2 separate regions of the Sus scrofa genome follow, and region 2 is linked to region 1. Evidence: chromatin contacts called from public HiChIP or PLAC-seq data. All regions are on one chromosome and are shown on one strand. Each heading gives the region's core, a stretch centred on a gene start, on an enhancer-like site or on the middle of the called end of the contact. The rest is flanking DNA. Distances are from core to core; before and after follow the strand shown. Region 1 overlaps TMEM212 (transmembrane protein 212). Region 2 has its middle 57 kb from the start of FNDC3B.

Region 1 (6,490 bases), core at 2,637-5,136:
CCCTCTCAGTCTGTCCATACCACTTAGATAATTTCTTCTACTTACAGCCAAGCTCCATATTTTTCCTCCTATTGTTCACTATCTTTATAATAGTGTCCATCTCCCTGTCTACAGTCATAATTCAACACTGAGCTTATCTTCTTCATGATACTTGTCAAGCAACACATGTGAGGGTTTGCAACTTTAAATTCACTTTTAACCCTGGCATTTATTTCTTTTAGTTCCAGAATTTTAGGGTCAAAAAACATTACAATTAATTTTACAGGTTACCTCCTTCATTTTATAGATGAGAAAATTTAAGAGACCCAAAAAGGTGAAATAAATGATTTTCTTTTCAGTCCTTAGCCTGGAAATATTAAATCCATTAAAACTTCTTTGTGTTTTTTTTTTTTTTTTTTTTTTCAGGGTCATCTCTGTTTTGTGGAGTAGGAGATTTCATTTCTCAATTCTTTGCCACTTGTCCTCTGGCTGGCACCCTGCATGGTCTTAATTGAGAATAAATTCATGAACAAAGTGAAATGATATTGTGATGATTTATTTATAAACTGATAAATAAATCACTTGAAAAGAAAAATAAGGAGTTCCCGTCAGTGGTTAATGAACCCGACTGCATCCACGAGGACGTGGGTTCAATCCCCGGCCTCACTCAGTGTGTTAAGGATCTGGTGTTGCTGTGAGCTGCGGTGTAGGTTGCAGATGAGACTCAGATCCCGAGTTGCTGTGGCTCTGGCATAGGTCAGTGGCTACAGCTCCAATTGGACTCCTACCCTGGAAACCTCTGTATGCTGCCAATGCGGTCCTAAAATACAAAGAGACAAACAAACAAAAAAAAAAAAAAAAAAAAAGGAAAAATAAAATACATAAGACCTTTCTGTTATTTGGTTATTTTAAGGCAATGCTGCTAGCAGGTGAGTTTTTTCACTGTTTTCTATCAGTCGTATCATTAGAGTATATTAATTACAAACACCATTTTTCACCTACCAATTCTGACAACTTTTTGTACTAAAAATACCTGTTTTAGTACTATGAATTTAAAAGCCATCATAAAGAATCTATGCAATGGGTAAATTCCTTTTTCTATGATGCCAAAGGGCAATGAAGGGTCTTGTTTATGAGAAGTAGATTTACAGAAAAGAAAAACAATTCAGCTCATGCAGAAGCTTCTACAAACAGGAGATGTGAGACGTGTTCAGAACAAAGAAAGGGTCATCTTTAAAAAATACAGGAAGCTTTGATCTTTTTCCCTGCCTAGAGCAAGGTGAAAGGGTTGAGTCTTAAACAAGCCTGATCTGTGTATTTAAGTTAAATGACACTTTCAACATGTATGGGCAAGCAGAAGTATTACTCACATGGTGAAAAATACCGGCTCCAGATCTGGTGACTATACAAATACACCAAATGTAAATTAAATTGCTTTTTATTCTTCATAGTTTGAACTATAAGAAATAATGAGTCCTTAAAAGGGAATGATTAGATAGTATAAGAATGCAAATTTGACAGAGTAATAAAACCCCAGTAACTTTGGACATTTTACATTCTTGCCCATAATTTAAAGCTCCATACCTCTTTCTAGGCTTGTTATGCTTCCTAGGCTTGTAACCACTAATACTTTTGACAGACTTTGGAAACAGTGACTCATTTATGAAGACCCACACATTTGAGAGAACACCCACAGGATAATGAAAGAAAGGTGTGACAACTATGCTTGTTTTGACTCATCCTGGGGAAATGTATAAGCCCTGCAGATATTTGCAGATTTTTCCAGAGATAGCATATTTGTGACTACAAGGTCTACCCAGTTACCATGTGATGATTTATAGATATGATGCTGTATAAACCGTGTCTCTGAGCATCCCCGACATCTATCCACTCAACAGCCATCGAGAGCTTAAATCTATTGACAAGCCTAGCATAATATCTACAAATCTTGCTTCTCCTATAGAACTCCATCCCAGTTCTAGGACTTTTCATTTCTGAAATCCCAAGTGTTTGTTTTTTTTTTTTTTTTTTTTTTGGTAGTAGAAACTTGTCACTATTGCTCACTCTCCTTCATGGACATAAAAGTGACTTAGTATTAATTTTGTTTCAAAATGGACAAAAGAAGCATCAGGAAGCTGTTTTCCTCTGTCCTATCTGCAGTCTTTGTTTGGCAGATTCCACTAACTCCCCCAGGAGGATTCAAGTAGGGATACAAGTGGAAGAAAAATGACAGACGATAATAACACTAGCCCCCCTTGCTTCACTGTTTCTAGAAGGGGCCTGGGAGTGGTAAATTGAGGGAACAGAGACTTGTTCCCAGGCAGTACTCATCAGGCAATCAGCCCTCAGAACCAACGTACGAGGTGGGAACCCAGTTATTGAAACTGAGTCACAGGCCGCAAGTGGAGAAGCAAATGTGATTTAATGTGGAGTCCCTGAGAGTAGGCCTGCACTCTTAAATAATTCTTGCCTTGGAGTTCCCATTGTGGTGCAGTGGAAATGAATCTGACTAGGAACCATGGATTGTGTGTTCCATCCCTAGTCTCACTCAGTGGGTTAAAGATCTGGCATTGCTGTGAGCTGTGGTGTAGACCACAGATGCAGTTTGGATCCTGAGTTGCTGTGGCTGTGGTGTAGGCTGGCAGCTACAACTCGCATTAGATCCCTAGCCTGGGAACCTCCATATACCTCATCCATGGCTCTAAAAAGACAAAAAGAAAAAAAAAAAGACAAAAAAGTAATAATAATTCTTGCCTTGATTCAGGTCTCAAAATTGGTCTTAAGGGGAGTTCTCGTTGTGACTCAGTGGTTAACAAACATGTCTAGCATCCATGAGGATGCAGGTTTGATTCCTGGCCTCACTCAGTGGGTTAAGGATCCAGAGCTGCCGTGAGCCGTGGTGTAGGTCACAGACACGGCTCAGATCTTGCATTGCTATGGCTGTGGCATAGGCCAGCAGCTACAGCTCTGCATGGACCTCTAGCCTGGGAACCTTCACATGCTGTGGGTTCAGCCCTAAAAAGCCCCCCCCCGCCAAAAAAAATGGTCTTAAGGACTGGAGCAGTTCTTTCTATATGTTGAGTCCAGGACGAGGTCTACCACATAGGGAGCAATAGGCCCACTATAGTTACGTAGATTGCATACAGAGCACCTGGCCAGGCTGAAACGTTTCCCCAGACACTTACTAGCCAAGCCAGGTGCCTCTTACCATCTGTGTTGGCTCACTGAAAGCACCTGTCCCTAAATTCCAAAAGGGCCCCTTATGAGCTGGGGTGACCCTGCCAGGAGGCAGATTTGGCCCAGAACTTTACATGTAGGTATATCCTCAAATTCACACTTCTAGAGACGCCCTGAAGACATTATGCCTACAGTTACAGAGACACCCAGGATTTAAAGCAGAAGACTGGTTCATCATTCAGCTTCCAACTGTGTTCCATTCCAAGACCATCTATCACAGGTTGTGAGGCTTTTGTGTGAATCCAGAAAAGACAGATCTAACCCTGCAACAGTAAGCAAGGTTTGGCCATCAGAGAGTGAGCCAGTTTTGAATCCACTCTCTGCCTTTGGCCAATCTGCACAATCACCCCTGGAGGCTCTGCCTATATGTCAGCTTGAAAAATAAATCTGGAAATCCTTTTGTAAGTGGAAACATTATATCTTTGGGTCTAAATTAGTTAATGCTCTACCAACTAAAAAATTCCACAATTTTCGTAATGACATTTCAGCAAATTTTTATTTTAAATACATAAGGATCACTAAATGGAAGTAGCCTGGGTCTCTCTGTCCCTGAACTCTGGGAAGCCCCAGCCAAGGAAGAGGAGGGAGGGTGGCAGGAATTGGAGCAAGGCAGGCCTGACACCTTCCACTGCAAACACTGCAGCTAACTAAGGCTGCTTGTCAGCTCTAATCATTTTTCCTGCAGGAAATGTCATTGCTTCATTGCATTGCAAGAAAATGATGTCATAGCGTGGGGCCCTGATCCATTTCCTGACTTTTAACCTGAATCTTGTACCCTTTTTTGGTACTGCACCCAGAAAAAATGAAACACATTGACTGTAAAGGCCAATGTGTCTCATTTAGGCTTCTAAGACTCCAGGGTGGGGGTAGCTTCTTCATATATATTAATGATTAACATAGAGTTTTGTTTGGGTGTCATATTCTGAATATGGCATGGGCACAGTATTTAGGAAAGTAAATGGAAAGGAAATAGTCTTCAGGATATGTCTGTATTATTTCTTGGCAGAAAACTTTCCTTTTCCTATATGGGATTTAATTAGTGGTGACAATGTTAAAATTTAATTAGGAAACCTTGCTCAGTTTTTGTTTTGTGGTGGTGGTCTTCACTGTTAAACTCTGTGTGAAAATGCGCAATGGTCCTTGATATTTAAGATTTTACATACAGCATTTGTGTCCCTATATCTTAGGACTGGTTACAACCCCAGCCTAAATGACATTATTAAGCTATTTCCTGGAATGTCAAGGGCTGAAATTGCGCTGTCAAGAACGACTCTGTTCTTTCAGGGGTTTCAGAGAACAAGGGCTCAGATTGCATTCTTGCTCTGTTATTATAAGTTTTTCCCTGGCAGGAAACCACTGGGTCCCAGAAAATTTGCATATATCCAATGAGAGTGATCTGCTGTATGGAGGTTTTCAAGATTGCATGACAACACTGTGGAAGAATCTCATATGGGGAAAGGGGATTTTTTTTTTCTTTCCCTAAGCCCCATTTTAAATAGTTTCCTTCCCACAAGCTGATGTGTCCACATTCAAAGAGTCAGAAGTAACTGAGCCTATTTTCCCGCCTTGGCATCTGTCACTAGGCCAGTAATATCAACAGCCCTACAAAACTGGAAACAGGCTGTTTAAAGTAAAGGTGCCTCATTATTTCCAATCTGTAAAGCAGACTTTTGGGGGTTATGTGACAGTGAGTATTTAGTTTTCCCAGGCAAGGGCATAACATCATGTCTACCCATCTCTTTGTCAATGCGAGAGCAAGAAATAACCCACATGTGTCTTGATATCAGATTAACAGGTTATACCTCGGATTCCAGTTAACCCAAAGCACTTAGTATTGATCTATTTCTCTTATACATCTGTTTTGGATCCTCAGAATTGTGTACCGTTTGCTGAGAACCTCTTGCAAAAGTTCAAGCAACTATTGGAGGTTTACTGGTCTAACATTTAGAGTTACAGGGGCTGGAACTCCAACTGTTGATAAAATGCTCTGGAGTGATCTTAAATCCTTTCAGAACAGAATAGGATATAAATAAGAAAGCAAAATATAAGTAAATAAATAGCTACAGTGCCTAGATCTGGCTGGGAATATTCAATTAGTACTAAATTAATTCAGACAGTTCGTTGATAAATTTGAAGTCCCTCCTTGTATAATCATCAGGCCCAGGAATAGATATTTTATTGTTGCATTAAGTGACAGATAAATGTGTGCCGATTGAAGAGCTGAACACTGGGAGGCACCTAAAGGGCTTCCAGACACCAGCAATTGCTGAAGGAGCCATGTGTCCTTCAACATGTCGCTTAGCCTCTCTGAATGTTATGCTTTTCATTTGTAAAATGAAGTTATTTAACACTGTTATGTCTAAGATGTTATGTCTAAAATTTTCTGTACTTTCAAAATAATGGACTTTATGTAGACTCATATTCAAAGGTATCTAATAAATGTGTAGAATGAATCAATATCACTAGACACTAATTTTGAGTGCTTAGGGTGCCTTAGATTTCCCTCTGTGTGCTTACCCATATGTATCATTGAATTCTCTCAGTGAGTCCAAGCATTAGCTGCACCTATCACCTCCATTTGAAATGGAGGCTATTGCCTAAAATGACAGAGGGCCAGGATCTGAATCCAGGTACTTTTCATTCCAAAGTTGCACCCACTTTCTGCTACTCTACACCCGTGCTTCTCAAACTGGGCATCAGGAGCACATGGCCGATGGTTTCCTAAAACTGATGGGAGATGGGGACCCAATCCCAGAGTCTTGGTTCTTACAAGTTCCCAGCTGATGCTGATGCTGCTGATCTTGGAGCAACATTTGAGAACAACCACACTGGGTTCTCAAGGGCTACAGATGTAGGACCAAGACACAGAGGCTATAAGAAGCAGGTCTCTGGCTAAGACAAAAAAAGACATCTTACGTTTAGAGCCACTCAGCAGCTGACTGGGGTTGCTTCTTGGGAATGGCTGAGCTGTCAGGGGCATAACAATCTTGGGACATTTAAACTAAAAGTTGGTCTAAAGTGTCTCTACTCAGGTGCCTTCTAATTAATTAAACTGTCTTAAGTGCAAAGACAAGCTGTAGAGAGGTCAGGAGGGAGAGCCATCGTCTCCTTGCAGGAGACTCTTCTCACTATGGCCACTATTCAAAATTTTGACTGTGCTTTACAGATTTAGAGTCCTTTTGGTAATGGCAATGAAGAAAGGCTGAGGAAAAGTTTCCTTAATTTGTGCAATATGAAATTACAGTTTAATGAAACATCACACAGTGAACAAGAG
Region 2 (6,490 bases), core at 2,750-5,249, 93 kb before region 1:
TCTTCACATGCAAATGTTCAAAATGATCATTTTGTTCTTGGTGATCAACTGCAAGACCTACTAGGACACACACACACACAAAACATTAAAGTCAGATTATCTAATCATTTAATGTTTTTTGAATGCTTACTCTTACCCAGCATTATTCTATCTAGAGCTAGGAAGACAACAGTGGGTAGAAGGTGGGAGGAGAAGAAGTAGAAGGAAGAGTTAAATCTCTGCTCTAATTGAGGAGGAAGGACTAGGTAGGTGAAGATGAACAATACAAAAAAAAGTAAATATAGAATTTATTAGATGAAATTGTCCTGAACTTTGAAATATAAATTTATCTTTACATTTATCTAAACTTATCACTGAGATGTTCGCTTTTTTCCATTGAAATTTGCCCCCTTGTTTCAATGAAAAATGATATATATAAAGTGGTTAGCATAATATCTGACACGTAGTAGGTGTTCAATAACATTTGCTTCTGTTCTTTTCCCAGCTTGAGCTACCAGTCCAATAGAAGTGTTTTGGCATACTAAGTATTGTAAGGCTCACTTTTAGCACAATGCATCACTTAATTTCAATCTAGAGGGACTAGATGCAGCTATGATGGAATAATTTGTATCATCAAAAGTTCCTGTTAGTCACTCAGTTCATTCTAAATCACTTTCATAATAAGTATTATCAAGAAGCTGCTATTCACAAAGCACAGTGACAAGAAATGGGAATACAGAAATTACGGAGCCATCATCCATGCTCTCGGGCGTGATTAAATAGGGCAACAGTAACTCTAAAGTAAGGTAGGGTGAGATAAAGTCTCATGGACAAATACAAATACAATCTTTTGGGAGCACAAGGAAAGAAAGGACATTTTTTGTATTTGGAGGGAGAAAGGAGGAAGGGCATGAAGAGGGCCTTCAGAAGGAAGATGTCCTCTGTGATGAGCCATACAAAACTGAATTCTTTGTATGTTTTGCTCAGCAGGGGAGGGAGCCAGGAAAGCCCATGAAACATCTGGGCCCCATGAGTTGTTCAGTTTGCCTAAAACACAGAATGTGCAAGGGGCATGGTGGGAAATGGGCCTGGATCACAACATGAGTGTGATCACAACACCAGTGTCTTCAATGGCAGGGGGAGGTTTAGTATTTTACATGGATGGTATTGTGGCACATTTTGAGATTTTTTTTTTTTTTTTTTTTTTTTTTGTCTTTTTGCCATTTCTTGGGCTGCTCCCGTGGCATATGGAGGTTCCCAGGCTAGGGGTCTAATCAGAGCTGTAGCTGCCTGCCTACACCAGAGCCACAGCAACACGGGATCTGAGCCGTGTCTGCAACCCCCACCACAGCTCATGGCAACGCTGGATCGTTAACCCACTGAGCAAGGGCAGGGATCAAACCCGCAACCTCATGGTTCCTAGTCAGATTCGTTAACCACTGCGCCATGACGGGAACTCCATATTTTGAGATTTCTGAGGTAAGAAATAACCTGATGAGCTATGCATCAGACAGCAGGCAGGTAATGAGAAGGCCAATAGGAGGTGACTGTAATCAGCCAGCTAAGGGCATAGATGCAGGAATTGATAACTTTTTTGATCAAGATGATACAGATTTACTGTCTTTGTGGGACCTGCCACAATTTGGAATTACCTTGTTCTTGCCTTCATGTGGCCTTTCATGTGGTCTTTCTCCCTCGCTAGATTACAAATCCCATGAGAGCAGGGACCTCATCTCTTCCCTTCTTTACTGCCTTCCTGTTGCCTACCGTGGTTCCTGGCCCATAGCAGGGACTCAGCAAACATGAATGACTCATGTGGAAACAGAAATGGTGTGACTCAGAAAACGACGGATGTAGAACAGGTGGGAAGCAGAGAGTTGAGATGCTATGAGGAGAGTTTCCGGCTTGGTCCCCAGAACAATGTTTAACACATGGCTGGATGTTTCCCATATCTCAACTTATTCTCTTTAGCATTTGTCTGTATATCTTTAAGAGATGACTCTTTCTTTAGAATGACTCTTCTTATTGTTATTGTCGCTATATATTTATTGTTTTATTTTACTTTTTTTTTTCTTTTTTTTTTTTTTTTTTTTGTTAAAGGCTTTGCAATGAAGCTTGTTTTTCATTTTTTGTCAAGAGTGTTTTCAAGGGAGGAGACCCTTTCCCTCTTCCACTGATAAAGTATCAGGACACCTGGAGAGGTATACCATGCACTGAAAAGGTTTATCTACAATCAGTAAGAAAAGAATCTAGGGCTTGGCTGGCTGCAAATTCCTACATGTAAAAAAAACTCTCTCGTTTTGAAAAGACTGCTTCCAAGACTTGAAATATTTTTTAAAAGAGGTGGTACATTTTCTGAGTTAGTATTATATTAAAAGTAGGGATGAAGGATGGGTTTCAAGTCTGATATGGAAGATGAGAGCAGGTCAAAGATGAAACTGCATCGGAGAACTGGAAAACTTGAGATTGATTTTGGGGAGGTGAATTTGTAGCCTCTAGGAAAGTGGGGAATACAAGGAAGTATAGGGCCAAGGAGATAGAAATAATTGGCACCTATCTGTTACGTGAGGTGGTCTTGTTCCACCTTGGGGGTTGAGTTAAAAGATTCTCCATGGAGAGGGTGATATCTGCACTGTGAGGATCAGGGAAAGGAGATAGTAGAAGAACATTCTTTTAGAGGCATTTCATGGAAAACAGGAGCAATGGTGGCAGGAATAGCAGTGTTAGGCAAGAAGTTCTAGAAGAAACTGCCTTACTTAAGACCAAGCAGCACTAGTTATGTGGAGAGACTGATGGTGCTGATTTGTACAGCAAGGGGAGTTCATGTTTACCTCCATATCTCACACTGCACAGTTCCAGGAGGCACCCCTCACATGTAGTTCATGCAAATGGGGTTGTGTTCCAGGAGTGAGAGTCACATAGATACTACTCCAGCCATCCAGAAAGTGTTCTCCATTGCACAATTCCAGAATGACCCTCCAACCCCCCTGAAATAGTACAACAAGGAGTACTGTCTACTACAGAGATAAACATCTTGAGTTTTGGTGTTAGGATTCTTTTGGTTTCAAATAGAAACTCAACTCAAATAGCTTAAACAATAGAGGTGATGCATTGGCTAAGTCCTGTGCATTCCAGGGACGGAGCTGGCCTCTGTTTCTCTCTCTTGGTATTGCCTTCCTCCAGGTGTTAGTATCATTATCTCCTGTTTCTGGGTTTCCCTGTGCTTTATGTATGTGATGGGGACAGAAAGGGGTGTGTGTGCATTGTTTGTGTGGTGATATTTTTTTGGCAACCCCTTCCCCTTCTCAGAACCACATGAAAAAGTAGAGAAAAGCAGTTCAGTCCAGAGAAGGGATTATTGTTATCTTCCAAATCATGGAGGATGTGAAGACTATAAATAAAATGTCCACAAGCAGACTTGAATAGGGTTGCTGGTAGGTCATCCATTATCACTTCTGTTAAGCTGTGTGTTAAAAATTACTTCCTTAAGACATTTTTTTCTTCCTTGTTGAAGTAATTCCATTATATTTTTAAAGAAACCCAACATGAAATGTTCTGCTTAAAAAAAACTTCTTTCAAGGTCAATTTACAGCCTTAATTAATATTGATTGGTGAGTGATTATGCAATAATCCTAGAAATGAATATTACTGGATTAGGTTATAATGAGTATTTCATAGACAAAGTCAATACATGAAGTATGTTTTCAGTCTTTGTCATCTGGTTCTAGTCTTTGTTTGGCAACAGGATTTTATACGTGGCTCTGCTAGTGCAGCCAAAAACCTTGCATACTTCACAACTTGCCACTCTTCAAAGATTTAGTTAGAGACTGAAGCTTATAGCACATGCTGCTGGATTAAGCATCTAAAGTGAGAGTCTCATGGGCCTAAAATATCTCTTGTACCCACACATTTCCTGGTAGGCCAAACTTCACAAAATAAACATAGATGACCTCTCATCTATCCAGTCTTCCGGAAAGTTTAGAAATGATGCAACCTTTTGGCAATATGACATGACACATTGCTTTACTTGTGCAGAGCATGAACTTCCTTCATTCTGCACAACCCCAGACAAACAAGCATTTACATTAGCACAGCCCCAGATTCTGAAACAAAATCTCATCGACTTTAACAAAACGAGACATTAAATAAATGGTCTTGCTTGGGGAAGAATGAGTCAACATGTGACAACAGGGGAAGTCTTGTGGTTGCTTCATAGTGACATCCAAGACATTTGAGAAAGTAGAAGCTGGTTTTTCTGTCAATACCTTGGTTTCCTTTCCTTTCTTGTCCCCCCACTCCCGCAGGAATAACAATGTCTGGAATCAATATAGGGCTCTTCTTCTGAGAGGCTGAGTATTTTCCCACACGTGGAGCAGGCTGGCTTGTCTCTCCCTTTGTGGGAGAGTGTGAGTTCCTACTTCTCTGCCTGCCTCACTTGTCTCTCTACAGTTAGCCTAGCTCTCAATTCAATTTCCCTTTCTGGGGTGGCTTATTCTGGTTTCTTTTATTCAATAAATACAAACAAATCTTTGAATCTTAATTAGTGTGCTATGTGCCTCTTTCAACCTCTTGTGCTGATTCTGTGTACTTTATGCCATCTCCAAGATGGAAAAGATGTACCCTATTTTTTCCCAGGGGGGTTCATTTTGTTTTGTTTGGAAAGAGTTTCTTTCCCCTGAAATTGCCTGATTCCTCTGTTTTCTATACTCCCAAGAGATAACCCATGCTTAGAAGTGTCACGGTGTCACTCGTGGTACATAACTAGGCACAACCTGATTAAAGAATTCTGAACAAAGAAGTGATTTCAAACTATTTTACTTACAAAGTACCTCACACTCAGTTCCCAACCTCTGTCTCTAGCCTGTTACTCCTTATAGTATATCCCTTATGACAGTACTTCTCAAACTTTACGAAGTGAAGAACACACTGTTTTCATTTCCCATCTGCTGGATCCTGTGGTGCAGGACTAGTGTGTAGCTTGGGCGACAGGCCACCTGCCACAGGAGCTTGACCACTTTTGGTTTATATCCTGTCCAAAGGCTGGAGGCCACCAACCATGTCATGTCAGCTTGCTAACTTTTCTACAGTGTACTCTCAGTTTCTTTTCTTATCTTGTCACAGATCTTAACAAACAATTCACTGCCCACTGACGACACTTGGAGTAGCACAGCCATTGTACCAGATTCTTACCATTTTTTAGAACAAAGCTTGATTGGTATTGCTTTTTAACTTTGACCCTAGGTATTCCCTCAGGTGGAGTGCCCTGGTTCCCCTTGCCTTGCCTGGCTTATCCCTATTTGTCTTTGAGGGCCCACTTAAAAAAAATTTTTTTAATTGAGAAATAATTTTTTTAACTCACCATTTTAATGTGTAAAATTCAGTGGTTTTTAGTACATCCACAATGTTGTGCAACTGTCACCACTACCTATTCCAGAACATTCCTGTCATTGAAAAAAGAAACCCTGTACCCATAGCAGTTACTTTCTACTCCCGCCTCTTCCCAGCTCCCAACAACCACTCCTTTCTATCTGCAGGGATTTCCTATCAATGGAATCATATGATACATACCCTTTTGAGACTGCCTTGTTTCATTTAGAGTAATTTTTTGAAGGTTCATCCACGTCGTAGTATATATCACTTCTTCATTCCTTTTTATGACTGGGTAATATTTTATCATGTGGCTATACAACATTGTGATTTTACTTTCAGCAATTAATGGACATTTGGGTTGTTTCCACTTTTTAACTGTTATGAGTACAACTGCTAATTAGCTTTGTTGTAGACATATGTTTTCATTTCTCTTGAGTACATACCTTGAAATGGAATTGCTGAATCCTATGGTACCTCTGTGCTTAACATTGCAAGGAACTGCCAAACTATTTTAAAAGTGGCTATGTCATTTTATATTCCCACCAGAAACATTAATTCCAATTTCTTCACATTCTTGCCAACATCTTGTTATTTTATTTTTTTTTAAAAAAAACTAAAGCTTTTCTAATGGGCACCATAAATATTTCTCTTCTGTGATTTCATCTCTGATACTTTCTCCTCCCAGGAAAAATCAACACTTTCTTCTACTCTGCTCTCACAACAATGTATAATACAGCAATTACAAGCTAAATAGCTAATTTTGGAGACTTTCTGAGTACCAGGTACTATGCTAAATGCCTTAAATGTGTGAGCTCATTAAATCCTCACATAATATTAAAAAAAATTTTTTTTTAATAGCCACAACGGCAGTATATGGAAGTTCCTGGGTCAGGGATTGAATCTGAGCTGCAGCAGCAACCTGTGCCATAACTGTGGCAATGCTGGATCCTTAACCCACTGCTGACAGGCCTGGGGTTAAATCCATGCCTCTGCAGCTACCCAAGCTGCTGCAGTTGGATTCTTAACCCACTGTGCCACAGCAGAAACTCCATTCACATGATCTTTTGTGAAGTCAATTTTACAAATGAGAGCAGAGAGAGTAAATTGTCCAAAATCACACATCCACAAAAGTGCAAGCTGG

What was found. HiChIP or PLAC-seq counts read pairs in DNA pulled down with a chosen protein or histone mark.
Region 2: a contact with region 1 is called in an H3K27ac HiChIP or PLAC-seq map of alveolar macrophages. The contact joins two enhancer-like sites. A contact is called at or near these places in 5 of 47 Hi-C or Micro-C datasets (embryonic fibroblasts, fetal skeletal muscle, fibroblasts and 2 more) and 2 of 2 datasets of contacts at active chromatin or transcription factors (alveolar macrophages and skeletal muscle).

The regions. Positions count from the first base shown.
Region 1 is chr13:110,434,302-110,440,791 of Sscrofa11.1, reverse strand. TMEM212 (transmembrane protein 212) reads right to left here. Exons shown (of 4, transcript XM_003132532.3): 4 at 6,435-6,490. Among named protein-coding and RNA genes, the nearest start is that of TMEM212, 23 kb to the right of the region's middle. Within about 2 kb of position 3,886, at least 10 of the 83 cell types and tissues checked have an H3K27ac peak or open chromatin away from gene starts, as enhancers often do. A contact at or near this core is called in alveolar macrophages, where this site is marked.
Region 2 is chr13:110,527,085-110,533,574 of Sscrofa11.1, reverse strand. No RefSeq gene overlaps it. Among named protein-coding and RNA genes, the nearest start is that of FNDC3B, 57 kb to the left of the region's middle. Within about 2 kb of position 3,999, at least 21 of the 83 cell types and tissues checked have an H3K27ac peak or open chromatin away from gene starts, as enhancers often do. A contact at or near this core is called in alveolar macrophages, where this site is marked.